Linked DNA regions of Zea mays: region 1 is linked to region 2. Evidence: chromatin contacts called from public Hi-C data. All regions are on one chromosome and are shown on one strand. Each heading gives the region's core, a stretch centred on a gene start, on an enhancer-like site or on the middle of the called end of the contact. The rest is flanking DNA. Distances are from core to core; before and after follow the strand shown. Region 1 holds the start of LOC103636230 (Protein PLASTID MOVEMENT IMPAIRED 1-RELATED 1). Region 2 holds the start of LOC103637423 (myosin-17).

The links. Hi-C and Micro-C count contacts between places; a contact is called where the count stands out from the background.
Region 1: a Hi-C map of tassel shows a contact between it and region 2, with 3 times the contacts expected there. The contact joins the promoter of LOC103636230 here to the promoter of LOC103637423 in region 2. A contact is called at or near these places in 13 of 25 Hi-C or Micro-C datasets (ear, endosperm, leaf and 3 more) and 2 of 3 datasets of contacts at active chromatin or transcription factors (leaf and seedling).

Annotation. Positions count from the first base shown.
Region 1 is chr8:159,041,894-159,044,596 of Zm-B73-REFERENCE-NAM-5.0, forward strand. LOC103636230 (Protein PLASTID MOVEMENT IMPAIRED 1-RELATED 1) reads right to left here and starts at 1,449. Exons shown (of 2, transcript XM_008658584.2): 1 at 1-1,449. The coding sequence starts at 1,164.
Region 2 is chr8:158,815,900-158,818,599 of Zm-B73-REFERENCE-NAM-5.0, forward strand. It overlaps LOC103637423 (myosin-17), which reads right to left and starts at 1,301. Exons shown (of 47, transcript XM_020542474.2): 1 at 796-1,301; 2 at 1-83. The coding sequence starts at 798.

The sequences.
Region 1 (2,703 bases), core at 199-2,698, 230 kb after region 2:
GCTGGTTTCCACATGTTTGAGCCTTTGCGGGTCATCTGAAGCAACCTCAACTCCATGCTCCACAACATTGAACTCCACCGTGCCCCAATCGCCATCTGGATGCACCGAGTCCCCCTTTTTAACCTCTACCGATGTGCAGTGCTTTGCCTCCGGAGACCCCTCTTCCGTGCAGTCCGGTGCTGCCAGCTCCTCCTTCCTCGCATCAGGAACCCCGTCAGCAACAGAAGAAGGCACCGGCCTGGCAGACCTCAAGCTGGGCAGCACCTCGTGGAGAACCCTCACGTCCCTGCTCCGCGCGGGCAAAGGCGTCGGCGCTTGCACTGACACTGGCCGCGCCATCGACCCGCGCCGCAGCCCCGCCACTTCCCCGCCCATGTGCTGCTCGCTGGCGCCGCCGCCCGCGAGGAGCGAGCAAGAGAAGGTTACGTTAAGCCGCGCGCCGCGGGCGGGGCCGGACAGCCGGAAGCTGGTGCTCCACTTCCCGAAGCCGGAGTCGCCGCCGTCCTCGAGATCGTCGAACGAGAGCGGGAGAAGGCGGGTGAGGTCGACCTCGTGCTTACCGAGGTCGAGAGTGGAGGCGGCGACGGAGACAGCAAAGGCGCGGGGCTCGTACTTGACGACGGCCTTGGCGCCGCGGGAGAAGTAGACCGGGGAGCGCAGCGTGAGCGCCTCCTCGAACGCGGCGGCGCCGAGGGCGGCCGCGACGGGGCGGGTGGAGGCGGACACGGACATCCGGCGGAAGTGGACGGAGACCGCGGACCCATCGAGCGCGGCGGGGAGGCCGTCGACGGAGTGCACGTGCAGCGCGAACGCGCAGTCGACGCGGCGGCGGCCCAGGTGCGAGATGGCGGTCAGGGACTTCTTCCAGAAGGAAGACGAAGATGAGGATGAGGACGAGGAAGTGGAAGCGGAGGAGCTGGCGGTGGGCGGCAGGAGCTTGCGCGACGAGGAGGAGGAGAAGGAGGGCTTGAGCCGGGGCTTGTGGCGCTGCTGCTCGGTGGCGGCGGGGGACGGGGATGGGAGCGGCAGGGAGCGGCGGCGGCGGGCGGAGGGGTCGAGGGAGAGCGCCTTGTGGAGCGTGACGATGTCGCGGGCGAGGGCGGCGTCACCCGCGTCGTCCCTGCGGCGGTCGCCGCCGCCGACGTGGGGAAAACGAGACGACATAGCTGACGCGCTTGGGGATGGGTCGGGTTGGTGGAATTTCGGGAAGCGATTTGATGGGGCGGCGCGGCCGGCGACGTGGGGACGGCACGCAGACGCAGACGGGGGGAGCGGAGCGGGGGATGCGTTGCTTTGGTGGTGCGTTTTGTTTTGTCGTTGCTACTGCACTGGGTATTCGAATTCCGCTGGGCGTGGGCAATGCGCTTGCCTCGGCTCGTCGCTTTGTTTGTTTGTGAGCTGGATGGAGGATGGGGTGCTTCAGTGGGTTGGTCACGGTAGTGCGTTGATGATTTGGAAGTCGGAATTGAGGGCCAATTCGAAACTGAGCTGTTTTTGTTTCCTTTGTTTTGTTCAGTTAAAACCGTGGTCGTGTGTGCAGTCGCAGACGACTGACGAGCTCTTGAATGGAAACGAATAACGGACGTAGTGGATTTGAACTGGAGCCATAAACTCCCGCTTCAATTGTACTAGGAAAATATTATTGATTCCAAACTTGCGGGACCAGGATACATCCATCCATCCATCCATCCATCAAAGAGCTTTACTGGAAACAAATCGTGTACTCAGAGGAGAGGAGGAGGCAAATAAGGCCACTATTTACAGAATTCAGGGAGATACTCCTTCTCAAAGGAAAAATGTTTGTGATTGAACAAAAGATCATGCTAGAAAAATTATTTATTAAAACAGTACTTCTTCCGATTTTTTTATATGACGCTGCTTAGTTTAAAATTGAATTGATCAGCGTCATATATAAACGAAAGGAGGTAGTAGTTTCTACCTTTAGTGTTCACGTAAATTAATAGGTATAGAAACTGCTAGCTGTAGAAAGTAATTTTTTTATGAAAACGTGATTTCTACGTATAGTATATGTGGTTGAGCATTAGAACTGGCCTTAACCAACTAACTAAGCGAACCATATTTAAGAGCTAACTTTCTTAGCTCCAACTAAATCAAGTCCAATGCTAATTCTTTCTCGCCCGGCAACTTTGTTGTCAGTGTCATTTTCGACGGATGCTGCTAGGTGTGCGTCAACATCAGGGAGTAGGTGGCCCCGAGGTTTCTGTCAACGCATATGCTAGACTAGCTTGGGGAGCGTTTTGATTCACTAAGGTCTTGTTCGTTTACGTCGGATTGCACCCGGAATCGTTCCGCTAAACAAAGTTTATATAAATTAGAGAAACAATCCAGTTAGCAATCGTTCCGACCCACCAATCCGACACAAACGAACAAGGCCTAATCCGGATCACGATGGCTCCTGCCTCCTGGCTCCGTGATGGTTGGTAGCTGGTTTTAGCGAGCGGTCACTTTTCGAAAGCTCTAATTCTGGCGCTGTTAATAACTTGTGCACGGGCACATAATCACTTTTGATTGGAGTAGTCGTGACTCGGGAGCGACCAGTTTGAATTTGAATGGCTTGTGGAGGCGCATTATTGCTTATCGTTGGTACTGCCACTACTTCGTGCTCGGTTCCAGTCTTCAGATGCTATGCTATTGTGGGCCAACGTAATCCGTGCATGCTTTTCTCCTGGGTTTCTCAGTTGT
Region 2 (2,700 bases), core at 51-2,550:
CGGAATACCTCACCATCAACCCAGGACAAGTCTTTATCTTCCACCCATACATGAGAACCTATGACAATGTTTAACATTGAAGCCTGCAAAATGTCACAAGCGACAGATTTAACCTGTGAAATTGCATTCCAGGTGGATCAGCAGATTAGCATACATGTGCATCAAATTATTGCACCTCAATGGACTGCAAAAAGTAAGTGGGTTTCACAGAGCAGAACATGTATATCGACTACACATCAACTTTCTTATATAATAATCCAGGTCCGATCGCATGTAATGTATAGCTTATTACAGCAATGTCCATTTCTATCCTGAAACTAAACCAGGAGCAAATTAGGGCCTTATACAGTTCGTTTGATCCCCCAGAGTTAACTGAACTTTACTTCATTCAACTCCATATGGCTAAATATACCCAGTAAATTGAGCTAGTGCTTTAACATGTTATTCCGCTCGGAACTCAGTTATTCTGACATGATCCGGACTGCCAGCGCAAATGAGCTACTTGTGATGGCTCCATTCTGCTTTTGCACGAGAAAACTATAATTCAGCTTATCCAACAAATGTACCAGAGAAATCGAACCAGCTCGTGGCTTCAATAAATTGAATTGAAAGCTCCAAATTCCGGAAAAGGCCAACTCCAAACTCACTTCACTTTCCCCAAAACACGAGTTGCAAAACCACAGAATACTGCTCCAAACCCAGCCAAAAACAGACGCCAACGGAAGAAGACAATCTCGCACTCGGACACATCAGCATCATAACAAACAAACAGAAACATAAGGGCCAGCGACGCACCATGATTCATCTGCGGGCGATCGAGCCGCCCCGCCCTGCCTCAACGGACTGGCCCAGACAGGAGCTGCGATGGAACCGGACGGGAGGAAACGCGGCTCGGTCTGCGGCGGCAGCTGCGGCGCCGACGGGCGATCTCCTCCCCTGGGTCACTCGCCGATCGCCTTTGCGGCAGCGCGATCCGCCCCCGGGAACGCGTGGCGCCCGTGGTGGAGGCTCACGGCGGTGGCAGCAGCACAAGCGACGCGGAGGCGGGTGGGGTGGTGGTGAAGGGGACGCGACCGCGGGCACGACAGGAGGAGAGAGACGAGGTGGTGGGGGGGCGAGGGGAGCCACAGCCCACGGCCAGGCGAAGCCAGCCGGGCGTCATGTAACGCAATTAGAAAAATGGGGATTAATCTGCGACGCCCGCTCGCGATCGGGTCGTCACCACGACCGCACCAGCCCGGCTGCACGCGCGCGACACTTCTACTGCCGTTTGGTCCGGAACGGGGTGGGTTGAGTCGAAACTGATCCATTTTTGTTGGTTGAACGGGACTAGTTCTTATTTGGTTTAAGTGGTGAATTAAACCTAATTTTTTGTTTGGTTACCGCTTACCGGGTTGAATTAGGTTCGAGTTGCACCGTCTCTTATTTGGTTTCATGATGAGGGATGAATGAAGGATGAACTGAATATCACCTTCCTGGTCACATTACCACACTAAGGATAATATCTTTAATTCCAAATGAGATTACAACATTCAAAATAAATGAAACCAACGCTATTTCAGAATTTGAGAAATACATAAGCACAACGAAAGATGGGGCCGCTACTTCTCACCTGGTGGTGTCGGTAGGGGATATGGAGGTGGTATTGGTGGATGGTGGCAGGGGCTGATCACAGCACAACAACGTCGTTGGGAGGCGTAGACGGGGGCGTAGCGCGCCGGAGGATAGATCGATGTGGGAGTCCAACGACTGGAGAACACGCCGACGCCGGAGAACACGCCGGAGTGGGGGGGCGAGGGGAGCCACAACGAAAGATGGGGCCGCTACTTCTCACCTGGTGGTGTCGGTAGGGGATATGGAGGTGGTATTGGTGGATGGTGGCAGGGGCTGATCACAGCACAACAACGTCGTTGGGAGGCGTAGACGGGGGCGTAGCGCGCCGGAGGATAGATCGATGTGGGAGTCCAACGACTGGAGAACACGCCGACGCCGGAGAACACGCCGGAGTGGGGGGCGAGGAGAACACTAAGGATGATATCTTTAATTCCAAATGAGATTACAACATTCAAAATAAATGAAACCAACACTATTTCAGAATTTGAGAAATACATAAGCACAACAAAAGATGGGGCCGCTACTTCTCACCTGGTGGTGTCGGTAGGGGATATGGAGGTGGTATTGGTGGATGGTGGCAGGGGCTGATCACAGCACAACAACGTCGTTGGGAGGCGTAGACGGGGGCGTAGCGCGCCGGAGGACAGATCGATGTGGGAGTCCAACGACTGGAGAGCACGCCGACGCCGGAGAACTCTTACGGCGGGCATGGTCGGGGCGCAGCGCGCCGAAGGGCAGGCCGACGGGGGAGCCGATGACTAAAGAACAGGCCGGCGGCGGTGGTGCGCCCCTCCGCAGGCTGCACTTGGGTGAAGATATGGTGTGGCCGCGTGGGTGAAAGGAGGGGTGGAGAGGGAATGGGTCGAAGTGGTTCGCTTGTTTTTTGAGGAATCCCTAGAACCTGCATCTTAAAGAATTATTTTGACCCAGAACCAACCTAACTCGCGAACTTTTTGAACCAAACACGGGTTGACCTGCATCAACCCGCTAACCAAACACACACGAAGGAGAGCGGGTTCAGCATGGCTCTAGACCAAAATTCTAACAAGAAACTAAATTAGAGATGTCAATGGAAACTCGATATCT